Linked DNA regions of Zea mays: regions 1 and 2 are each linked to region 3. The links are chromatin contacts, called in public Hi-C maps. All regions are on one chromosome and are shown on one strand. The core of a region is the stretch at or near the end of the contact, and the rest is flanking DNA. Distances in the headings are between cores, read along the strand shown.

Region 1 (3,968 bases), core at 999-3,498, 130 kb after region 3:
CTTCTTTTCAGCTGCCAATATTCAAGAATAGGCAAATTAATGATGCTTGAGCTCCAAAAAGGAAAAAGCTTTAACTAGCGTGAGTTGTTCCTAACAAGTCACAACTCTTTCTTCAGAGTTTGTGTAGCGTGCACTGCAGAACAGATTACTAATTTTCTGGTTGGGAGAGAGGCTCCTCATTGACACAAATGCTTCTATAAGTTTAAGTTCTATTCAATTTAGTATTCACATCCTAATAAAAAAGGATACACCCAGTACCGGAAACTCCCACATGAAACAAAAGCGTATGTTGTACCACACAAAATGCATTTGTCACAAAGAAAAATAGTCAACCCATATTCCAAAATTGTATTTCTAGCAGTAGGAAAATTGTGATATTGGTTTAAAAATATGCATTCAAAATAGTTTCCTGTTACGAAGTTTGAGAACGTTGCTAGTTACCATTATATACTGAACAGAACTTCATATTCAATGGGTGGACCACAAGAACATGTTGATACCCTACTTACTGATTAATTCCAAGTACTGTAACACTATGTGACATAGCATTTCTCCAGCAACAAAGAGAAACCATGAAGGGACATTAGAATTCTTGTGACTTGCATTTAGTCCACTTTCAAAAGACATGCCAATAGTTATTATAAAGTACACATGGAAGTATTGAAGTGTTAATATGCAATAGATTAAATTAACCTAAATTATAATGTCTCCAAGTAAAAGTAAGTGGTCAACATCAAGCTATTTAGTCTAGAAGAGCTACAACATTGGCACATAAGGATACATCGTTAAATCAGTTATTAAACAAGAAATGTAGAAGAAGGGTGTTTTAGCCAGCATCTTACATTTTTCATCAGTCCTCTTTCTTCTTTCTCGAGGTACAAAGGTGCCATCAGCCTTTGCTATAATATCTGATTTGGTCTTGGCATATTGAATTCTCTGGATTGAAACAATAAAGGTTTCAGGAGCAAAGCAATAAAAAAATATAACGTGAGTCAGTGACACAGTTTCGTGGAGCCTAAATGCAATGCAGCTACACAGACAAAAATACACTTCCATACCATAATGAGTTGAATGCTTGACAACATGGCATAGTTTGATTTAGTTTAGAATCATCTCAAGATAAGTGTTAATGTACCTACAGCATGTAACCCTAACAAACTAATTTATTAGTTAGAGGTCTTAAAATTTGCATGGGTAAATACAACATAAAGGTGACCTTCCGAATGCCAATAAGCTTTTGCTGGTTTCCTGAGCCATAAAAGAATGACAGAAAGGAAGGACAACAAAAGATGTTCTTTCTGAACATGTATATCACAAAACCCAATAAACCAGCCCATTGAGCCAAAGACAGCAACATATTGCAGCTCAGTTGTATTGAGCTATAAAACTCACCATAGTTTTGTCATAGAAGGGAAAGCCCTGCATCCTCTTCAGAGCCTCAGTAGCTGATGCGACATCTTCGAAGACAACCCAAGCTTGACCTTTATGCTTCAAAGTCTTGAAAGCAAGCACATCAAGAATTTTCCCAAACTGGGAAAAAACGGCTGTTAGGGACTTCTTAAGTTCTGCAAAGATTTAAGCAAATTACTATCAGCTATAACAATAGGATAAAATTACGAATGAACATAAACACAAACATGAGTGCGAATAGGTTTTCAATTGCTGCAGCAAGTATATGTAAAAAAGAATATTGCCACAACAAGAGTGCATGATATAGCTGCCTAGGCCCAAAATTTCAGCAGCAAACAACCTCACTTAATATCTAACACAATTTCGATAGTACAAAAACACCCACACAATCCGCACCCCAAAGGCAGCAACAGCAACCGCTACCTGAAGCACTCTATGACCATCACATGCACAGACTAGTCGGGCACAATATACTCACGCGTACATTCCATGGACTAACACCAGCCCACCCCAAACCCATGGAAAAACGCCAGAGATTTCCATTGCCCAACTACTAGGGCACGGCGCCCACATCGACATTCTAAGATGCAAATCCCCCGACGGAGCCGCAAAAACTAAAGACAAATCGACATAAATCCCTAGGGTTTAGCGAAGGAGCGGAGCGGGGGAGTAGGAGACCTTCGAGCTTGATCTTCTCGTTGAGGTTGTTGATATAGATGGTGACGTTCGGCGGGATGCCATTCGCCTCTCCTTCGCCTCCGCCCACGGCCGCCGCCTCACCGCTCATCTCGCTTCTCTCCTCGCACGGCGCTCGTCTAGCTCGAGAACTTTCTCTCTCCTCGCCTCTCGCTTCCTCTCTGCTCGTTGTCGCGATGGGCTTTGCTTTGTTTTTTCTACTATCCTTGAGTAGAGCTTGGGCCTTGGTTTGTCCTATTTGGGCCTTCGATAGACAATGGGCCTCAGCACCCCGTTCCCTGGTCTCTTCTCGCTGGCGCTTCTCACCGCAGCTGAGCGGCTGAGCCCGTTACGCGGCTACGGGCAGCGCATCGTGTACTACCCCGTGGCTACGATTATATTAAGATACACTGAGACATTGAAAGACTAATTATCATTCTATACTTTTACAGAAAACCTTATCAACATTAAAAATAATTGTTATAAGATATAAATTTTATAAAAAAGATAAAAAAGTATTGTAGAAAAGGCATAATAATCTATTATATTGTTCTAAAGGATACAAAGGGTCTGTTTGTTTCGGCTTCTGTCAGCTTCTGGCCACCAAAAGCTGCTGCGGACTGCCAAACGCTCAGCTTTTTAGCCATCTTCTATAAAATTCGTTGGGGCAAAAACCATTCAAAATCAACATAAACACATAATCGGTTGAGTCGTTGTAATAGTAGGAATCCGTCCCTTTCTAGATCCTGAGCCCTATGAACAACTTTATCTTTCTCCACACGTAATCGTAATGATACTCAGATTCTCCCCACAACCAGATTCTTCCGACAACCAGATTTTCAGAAAAGCTGGTCAGAAAAAAGCTGAACCAAACAGGCCCAAAGAGAACTGGAGAAGAGGGAGGCAGAGCCTATAGTTTGGTACCCACTGCCTTGATTCCTCAAACCGGGAAATTGTTATGCCTTTATTCTTGCTATACACCGAGCACTATATGACATGCAATTGAGATGGTATATGTTGTTCACTTGTTCTCAAATGTTGTGAATCAAGAACAAATCAACACAATTGTTAATTGTTACGGATTTTCGTCTTCCGAAGCATTATCTCCGATGGCTATAATGCTTATCAGACGAAGGTCAAGAAGGATATACCTTCATCATTCAATACATGAACAGGAATGCGAGGAGATGAATATGATAACTGTATTTTAATAATTCATTTATTCTTGTATTCCATAAAACCTATATGAATATCGACAATGTTAATATTACATTGATACATTCGGCTTGCTTGAAGGCGAGGATGCGAGATAGTAAATTCAATCCAGCGTGCACAGTACGATGATACTGTTCATCTATTTATAGGCACGGGACGCAGCCCAAGTAAAAGTACATTTATGTCCTCATCATTTACACATGATCGTAATACATGTTATTAAGGACTAAGCAGTTTTTCCTCTTTCGATCATCTTCATTGCGAGCCAAAGCTGTTCATCTCGTGATAGCTTCGGCATTTACTTTTATCCTCTTTGGATCTATATTCATCTTGCGTCCCTTCGTCATAAGGAAGAAGCTTGTATCTTTCAGACGAAGATTCCTGTAATAACTTGTGCTGGAAACAAATAGTTAGTTGTGTTTTTTAGGACCTTCGGAAGGAGAAGACCCCCAACAATATATTAGTCCCAAAAACGTACAAGCACGTCCCAGGATAAAATCCAGCAGGAAGGCAAATACAACATTTGTGCACAATAGATAGACCTGAAAAAACAAATGTTGAACAACATTATGGGCACGGGTTTGGCTGCGCACTGGCTTTGCCAGCCATGGTCCAACACGTGGCCATTTGCATCTGCCCTCGTCCAGACACCCGTTTGGCAGCCCTAG
Region 2 (4,370 bases), core at 887-3,386, 180 kb after region 3:
CAAGTTTATCTGCACCAAACGTACACGAGACACCCCTGTCACTCTCCCCCCACCCTTCTCCATCGGGGCTAGGATCAGACCAAAGCAGATCACACAGGAGACCATAATCAGGAATCTCAGCAGGTCGCTCAATATCTTTTATCTGGTCCAAACTAGTCAATTCGGGCGAGAGGCCACCATGCATGCACAGTATCTTGTCATCGATGAGCGCTGCGATGGGCAGGCAGTTGAAGCAATCAGAGAATATCTTCCACAGCCGAACATTGAACCTCCTCTTACATTCGTCATAAAAACCATAGACTCTGTTGATCTTTGCATCCTCGTGGTTACCCCTCAACAGGAAAATATTTTCGGGGTACCGGATTTTGTACGCCAGCAGCAAGCATATAGTCTCCAGGCTCTGTTTGCCTCTATCGACATAGTCTCCGAGGAATACGTAAGTTGAAGCTGGAGGATAACCACCCAAATCGAATAATCTCAGAAGGTCGACAAACTGGCCATGGATATCACCTGCAGGACACCACAACTGATAAGGCGGGACCATTTTGGCTGTAGAAGTAGAATGGGGGTGTTTGAATGCACTAAAATTAATAGTTAGCCACTAAAATTAGTTGAGACATCCAAACACCCCTAGCTAATAGTTCAACTATTCTATTTTTAGTAAATTAGTTAATATTTAGGTAGTTATTTGTTAGCTAGCTAATTTCACTAATAATTTTTAGCTAACTAACTATTAGTTTTAGTGCATTCAAACACCTGCTAATTTACAGATCAAATACATGGTTTGAAAAGAGGACTACATGTTCATGTCAACACAAATTCTCAATCGCACAAGTCAGTACACCTAACTTAAAAAGTGTACTCGAGGGCATTCCCTTGTACCTAAGGGGTATTTGAATGCATTAGAGCTAACACTTAGGGCGTGTTTGGTTAGAGGGACTAAAGATTAGTCTCTAGTTTTTAGTCTCATTTAGTCCCTTTTTTGCCAAACACTAGGACTAAAATATGGACTAAAATGATTTAGTCTTTAGTCCTTCACATATGTGCTAAAAGGGACTAAACCATATTAATTCCACATTTACCCCTCATTTAGTTCAATTGTACTATAGTAGTAGAATGTTAAAGGTCATTTTAGTCTTCTTATGAGTCATTTAGTATATTCTTACTATTTTTAGCCCCTAGAACCAAACATGTTAGGGACTAAACTTTAGTCCCCTAACTAAACTTTAGTCCCTAGACTAAAGAAACCAAACATGGCCTTAGTTGGCTAAAAAAGTTGCTAATGGAATTGGCTAGAAAGTTGCATTAGAGCTATTAGATAATTTGCTAAAAATAGCTAATAGCTGAACTATAAGCTATACTGTTTGGATATCTTCAACTAATTTTAGCAGCTAACTATTATCTCTAGTACCCGATCATTACTCCCGCCAACTTATCCATACTTCCATCAATCATTTCCATGCCTCTCAGGCTGCAAACGTAACATGTAAGGAATGCAGACAGGAAAACATGGCACCGACGGGTTACTCCTATCAAACAACTTTTTTTTTCCCGGGTCGCCCAAATCCAACCGTGACTGAGCAATTCGCCATGGAAGCCCAAAAGTAGCACGACCAAATTACCCTTTCCCCATCCAAAACGGGGAGACCGCAAAGCCGAGGGATGGATGGAATTAGGCGGCGTCCCAAACGAAAAGGGGAAGGACCGAAGGAATCAGGCGGCATCGCCCAGGTAGATACATAGATAGATAAGAGAAAGGCGACGATTACCGCAGATCTTGACTGGGGCGTGGATTCGGAGGAGATTGGGCTGGGAGAGGAGCACCCGCTTGCCCTCTACGCAGAGCTGCCGGATCTCCGCCTCGGACAGCTGCACCTGGCGCCCGCCTCGGCCGCCCTCCACGAGGCGGCGCACCATCTCGTCCACCGCCGCGCCCTCCATCGGCCCCATCGGTGCCCGCGTCATCATCATCTTCCCGCCCCCTTCCTTCCTGCCCGGAGACGGCCGCGGCGTGTGGCGCAGGACGAGAGAGAGAGAGAGAGAGAGAGAGAGGGAGAGAGGAGTGAGGAAGAAGAGGGAGAGGGTGGGTGGGCCCGGGGGCCGTGGGGGGTGGGGAATGTGGATTGTGGAACAAATGGAGGTTGTCGTCGACGAACCGAACAATTCGTCGGGCTGAAGTGTTCAAAACCGCGTGAAGGAGCATCCACCGTTGGTTCCGCGATGGACGGCCTCTGATCAACGAGGCGGATCTCTATCCAACCGTTTTGTCATTTGCTATTGACAAGGAGAATTTTGGAATTACGACATTACGATAATTGGATTTTGTTAAATTGTCATCAAATATATAGGTTTCGTCAAATTATCATCAAATATAAGGGTTTCGTTCTGGTGCCATTATTAACTGGGACACCTACGCTAAAATGTCAAGAAAACAGTTGGGGCGTAACCCTCTTAGCGACGTGCCATATCGAAAGTCGGGTATGATGTTAAATGGGTAAGGGTCGAGACACCACCCACTTGGTGGCACACCGTATCGTGATCTGGATGCGGTGTCAAGTGAGCAAGGATCGGGTCGTCGCTTCCTTAGTGGGCTAGTGGCGCGCTACATCGGCGTCCGGGTGTTGTGACAAATGTACAAGGGTCTTCGCTCCTGTCTCAACGGGTGCGAGGGGTAAGGAAGCTAGTTGAGCCGACTAGGATCCGTGTAGGTAGTTGGAAGGTAGGATCCCTTACAGGTAAGCTAAGAGAGTTAGTCGATGCAGCGAGAAGGAGCCGTGTTAATATCCTATGTGTCCAGGAGACAAAATGTAAGGGCAAAAAGCGAAGGAGGTGGAGAACACTGGTTTCAAACTATGGTACTCAGGAACAGTGGCAAACAAAAAGGAGTAGGTATCCTGATTGATAATACCCTCAAGGATGGAGTGGTGGACGTCAAAAGGCAGGGAGATATGATTATCCTAGTCAAACTAGTTTTGGGATGTAGTCTTGAACATTATAAATGCTTATGCCCCTCAGGTTTGTCTTAGTGAGAGCGAGAAGATGAAGTTCTGGAAAGACTTAGATGACATGGTCAGAGCGGTACCCACCAATGAGAAGCTTTTCATAGGAGGATATCTCAATGGTCATGTAGGTTCAACAAATGTAGATTATGAGCTAGCTCATGCAGGCTTCGGGTATGGTAGTAGGAATCAAGAAGGAGATGATATTTTGGACTTTGTTGTAGCCTACAACCTATTGATAGCCAACACTTTCTTTAGAAAGAGAGATTCTCATTTGGTGACTTTTAGCAGTGGCCATCGTTCGAGCCAGATCGACTTCGTGCTCACAAGGAGAGAAGATAAACAAGCTTGTTTGGATTGTAAGGTGATACCTGGAGAGAGTGTTGAGCCCCAACATAATCTTGTGGTGGCTGACTTCTGTTTTCGGATCAGTACCCATAGGGTTAAACAAGCCAAAATTGCGAGGACGAAGTGGTGGAAACTCAAAGGGGAGACATCCGAAGTTTTTAGGGAAAGAGTTTTTGTGGAGGGCGCTTGGTCCGAAGAAGAACATGCAAACATCATGTGGGTGAAGATGGCAACTTTTATTAAGAAGGTGGCGTCAGAGGTGTTTTGAGTGACCAAAGGGAGCAGCGGTGAATCTGAGGATACTTGGTGGTGGATCGAGGATGTTCAAAAGGCAATAAAGGAGAAAAAAATTTGTTACAGGAGCTTGTTCCATGACAGGAGCGCAGTTAAAATAGAGAGGTATAAGGTGGTAAAGAGGACTGCAAAGCGAGCTATGGGTGAGGCAAAGGGTCGAGCCTATGATGATCTTTACTGAAGACTAAGTACAAAGGAAGGGAGAAAGGTGTTTATAAGATAGCTAGGATCCAGGAAAGGAAGACGAGGGACCTCAACCAAGTTAAATGCATTAAGGATGAGATGGATCAACTCTTGGTGAAAGGACAAGACATCAAACAGAGGTGGCAGAGGTATTTTGACAATATTTTCAATGGTGAGAATGAGACTATGGACATCCAATTGGATGACTCCTTCGATGATTTAAATAGATGTTTTGTACGCAGGATCCAAGAATCAGAGGTCAAAGAAGCTTTAAAGAGGATGAAAGGGGGCAAGGCGATGGGCCCGGATGGTATCCCAATAGAGGTGTTGTTGGGGACTTGTTCTCAAATGCTATGAGTTAAGAACAAGGCAACACAGAGAATGTTAAACAATAAAGTCCTTCGTCCTTTGAAGCATTATTTCCCTTAGGATATAACGATCTTCGGACGAAGGTCATGAAGGACGAGCCTTCATCATCACAGTATATATTAATGAAAGACGAAGCATATGAAACATAAAAGATAGCATGAACAATCATATAATATT
Region 3 (4,132 bases), core at 684-3,183:
AGCACTTATCATGACAACCCACAGAGGGAAGTCTCATAATGAGCTGGGTAAAAACAGTATCATCATTGCAAATGTCATTCAAAAGAATAAGCTGCTACACGACCTTTGTAAAAAAGATCATGAACAGAACAAAAACCATATGCATGCTCAGATAGAAAGGAATTTTTTTATCCCAGACAACCAACAAAGGAAAGTCTAATCGAGATAGGATAAGAAATCCTATCATCATTGATAGGAGTATGTCTATTTACTGAGCCAACTACATGCACAGGTAAAATAGTACAGCACGGAAAGAAAAAATAATACCAAAATATTCTTGAATGAGCTCAAATGCAATGGAAAAGCACATATCATGACAGCCCACTTAGGGAAGTCTGAAAATGAGCTGGGTAGAAAGATTGTCATCACAAAAATCATACAAGACTAAGATCAAAATACAACTCGTAGCAAAAAAAGGATATTACAATTATGAAGATGGAAGTGTTCTAGACGAGTCAAAAAAAATAACAGACAGCTCCCTCAGCACATTGTTATACTCGTCAAAGGACATCAGTATTAGCATGGTTAATATAGACCATCACTGGGAGCCAGAAAATAAGACCAAATGACCAGTAGAAATAGATTAAAATAGAGTTGAAATACTTGCTTCTGTAAGGAATCTTAAAAAGTATCCCGCTAAACAATCAGCGCCTATAGCATGGTTAACTTACACAACACTTAATTGTTGTTAGGAGCATAAGGCTTAACTCTGTTCAGAAACACAATAGTTTAAAATGCAGACTAATGTTCACACAGCTTGTACCGTTCAACATAAAAAAAACAAAGCATACCGTGTTCTCGCCAAGTGGAGCACGAAGAGCAAGCTGGTCAAATGTGAGGCACTCGCCACCAGCATTGACAATCCTGGCCCTTGCTGTCTCCGTGAACCTCAGGGCAGTAACCTTCATTGCTGGAACCTCCTGGATCCTTTTGTCATCTGTGACTGTGCCAACAATGACAGCAATGTTCTTCTCCTGTTAACATACAAGACACTATTTCAGCACCATATCCATGGCCAAATGCAAACCAGCTAGACTAACCATTTTGCTTGTCAGCAATTTTTCATCCACTACTATTAACATACACAACTAATCTGACAATAAAGTAGCACGTGAACAAAAAAAATACAAGCACGTTACATTTCATTTTGCAATAACAGATTGTTCTCGAGTGGCTGTCAGATGCATACCTTTCCTTCCATAAACTTGACAAGGCGGCGCATGGAGATTGGTGGTCGGTTGGTTTTACTCATGAAAAGCCTCTTGAGAATGACAGCGTTGAAATTGCTCTTGGTCCTCCTGACCAAGAAACGGTAGAGCTGCACCCGAGCATAACACAAATCAAAATCGCGGGATACACAAAAACGTAGAACGACATGACACCTTTAATACATGGCAAGCAGATAACCCAAAGGTACTGCACATCTATCTATTATATGAAAGAGAGATGAATTCTTTTTATCTTCCAAAGTCGCTTCAGGCCGATGAAGCTTACAGGATTACTACACCGGCGCAACAAGCAATATCCTCGAAAATGATGCAATTGTTAGCATAACAGTATGGGACTACAGATCACACGGCATTTTCAGAACCAAACACGCGACCACGGGCAGATCTATCGAAGATAACGACGCCGCTTACCTTGACGAGGAGCTTGAGGTAGACATCGTCAGACTTGGGCGCAGTGCGCTTGGTCTTCTTATTCCTCCCACCGGCGACGAGGTCGATACCCTATGACACAGCGCGACATCCGCGTCAGGAAACAGCGCAGAAGCCATCTGGAAAGGGCTGCGAGGAATGGAACGGCTGCTCACCATTCCTGCGGGTGCGGCGGCGCTAGGGTTCCTGCGATTGCTGCTTACCTTGTCCGCCTCCTGCTCGGGAAGGAGAGAGGCGGCGGCGAAAGTGCGAAGTGGAGGATCTTTATAATGTGGGTGAAGAGGAAGACGGGTGGTGCTGCTAGGGTTTTGAATTAGTGGGCTATTGGGCTGTCATACGTGGGCCTTGATGGACTACGGAGATAGACTTTTATGGTCTATTATATTGTTTGGTTCCTTTTGACTAAAGTTTAGTTATGTCACAATAAATATAACAAGTTGAATTTCAAGGATATCATAATTTATGTTTGAAAAATATATTAGAAATTTTTATCAATATTTTATATTTAGTTTTATACCATTAAAGTTATTATTTTATTAGATTTCTAACCTATCAAAATGATTATAAAGAATCATAATATATTTTTTTAGTTACTCTAAAATATGCTATTAGCTACTAACCAACAAATTTGAACAAATAACTTGTTTTTTACGTGAAGAAAAAATAAATTTTGTTAAGGAGTAAATTGAACCAACTTAAAGGAGTGGATGAGTAAGGGTGTGTTTGGTTGGAGAGTCAACTAGAATGGAGCGATTCTATTCTAGTTTTTGAGAATACAATCGTTTTATCCTGCATTTGGCAAGTAGAGTGAAGTCCCTCCATTTTTTGTTTGGTTAAAAAGTAGAATAGAGTGAAGACGCTTCGTTCTTTGTTTGGTTAGAGAGTCATATGAGTATAGAGGGGATGAGAGGGAGCAGAGCGCTCGCATTCGGAAAAGCGCTCACATCTGGTCGTTTTTATAGAGCGGGAATATTCTAACTATTTATGTTAAATTTTCATATGGAAACTCTAGGAACCGCTCCACTCTTTTTTCTGTTGAAAATCAAACATCCAGAAAATAAGATGGAGTCGCTCCATTCTTCTTAAGTGTTCTAAAAATTAGTTTAGAGGTTTATGCGAACATTAAGAGTAATTTGGAATTTTCCTAATTAAAAAGACGTTAGAGTAAGAAGGATAATACCACCTATAAATAAGCTGAGAGCTATTAAAAGGAGTACTGCATAGAAAAAAATTCAACGGTTGTCAAAAGCAATCGGAGGCCCTTCCAAACCTCCGTCGGACACTCACCCTCTCCGGCATGGCTGAACCTACGTCGACGCAGTCGCCAGCGCAGACGCCGCCCCCGCCATCGGCGCAGCAGACTCCCGTGGAGGGCGGGCGCGCGGACCTGCTGCCGTGCCTGCCCGCGCGCGAGCTCCAGGCCGTCGACCGCTCCCTCCGGTCCTCCCACCAGAGTACGGAGTGCCGACCCCCCATCATTTCCTCCCTCTCTTCCTCTCTACTTCGCTCTGCGCTGCTGCGGCACTAGCCAAGCCTCGTGGTGCTCGTTCGGTCCACGGCGCCGTCGCGCGCCAGGTGTGCGTTGTTTTGCCTACGAGAATCCGAGATGGATGACGGGGCCTTCCTCTTTCTAGAGGGATATTTTGCATCTTTCTTGTTCCCAGGCAAATGCATAGCGATTAGTTGATTAGGTCCTGAGACTGAGGAGAACGAATCTTGTATCATTTTTTATATGCGGACTTAAATTGTGCACAATGGTTATTAGATAAGTAAAATTGCACTTTGACATTCGGTCCTACCAAACAGGATATTTAAGTGTCGCGGTTTCTACTGAGTTGCACGGTTGATGTTGAAAGGCACGCGAGGGATTTCATGGAGGCTGCGAAGAAGCTCCAGTCTTATTTCATCAGCCTGCAGCGTGAGGATCAACCAAATGCAGAAGAGATGCTTCGGAAGGTATGTTTCGCTTCATGTTCCTATGGTTAGGAGTGCAGTAGGGTGGGTCGGTTAAACTAAAGTGGGGATAGTATGGAGGATTGACTCATCTTCTCATTTGTAGTAGGATGGACATTTCACGTGATTCAATGAGCCCAACTAATCATTTTTTGTTGGTGCTATCCTTATTCCTTAGGAATAGCTAACTTTAATCACTGTTGGGCACCAAAAAGAGCTAGCGGACGGTTCGGTCCTAGGGCCGGACGGTCCGCGGTCCGGACAGTCCGCGTCTATGGGCCGGACGGTCCGCGCGCGCAGAACAGATTAGGGTTCCGAGTTTCTTGCCGTGTTTGTTAGCGAAATTCGCGGGATTAGCTCGGGGAGTTTGTTTGTAACGTGTCCAGCCCCCCTCCTCTATAAATACAGAGGTATACGGCCGATTTATAATCATCAATCGAACCTTCAATCAATACAATTTATATTTATTCTTAGGAATAGTT

Evidence for each region. Hi-C and Micro-C count contacts between places; a contact is called where the count stands out from the background.
Region 1: a contact with region 3 is called in a Hi-C map of leaf, with 6 times the contacts expected there. The contact joins the promoter of LOC100277950 here to the promoter of LOC100194344 in region 3. A contact is called at or near these places in 4 of 25 Hi-C or Micro-C datasets (ear, leaf and tassel) and 1 of 3 datasets of contacts at active chromatin or transcription factors (seedling).
Region 2: a Hi-C map of ear shows a contact between it and region 3, with 2.4 times the contacts expected there. The contact joins the promoter of LOC100284227 here to the promoter of LOC100194344 in region 3. A contact is called at or near these places in 3 of 25 Hi-C or Micro-C datasets (ear and leaf).

What each region holds. Positions count from the first base shown.
Region 1 is chr6:138,046,125-138,050,092 of Zm-B73-REFERENCE-NAM-5.0, reverse strand. It overlaps LOC100277950, which reads right to left and starts at 2,248. Exons shown (of 5, transcript NM_001151388.1): 1 at 2,089-2,248; 2 at 1,393-1,565; 3 at 843-936; 4 at 1-11. The coding sequence starts at 2,197.
Region 2 is chr6:137,996,503-138,000,872 of Zm-B73-REFERENCE-NAM-5.0, reverse strand. It overlaps LOC100284227 (serine/threonine-protein phosphatase PP1), which reads right to left and starts at 2,136. Exons shown (of 4, transcript NM_001157122.1): 1 at 1,770-2,136; 2 at 1-510. The coding sequence starts at 1,971.
Region 3 is chr6:138,173,719-138,177,850 of Zm-B73-REFERENCE-NAM-5.0, reverse strand. It overlaps LOC100194344 (60S ribosomal protein L18-like), which reads right to left and starts at 1,933. Exons shown (of 5, transcript NM_001139380.1): 1 at 1,853-1,933; 2 at 1,680-1,769; 3 at 1,229-1,357; 4 at 831-1,013. The coding sequence starts at 1,855. LOC111589643 (small nucleolar RNA snoR53Y) reads right to left here and starts at 588; the gene lies at 513-588. It also overlaps the pseudogene LOC103630067.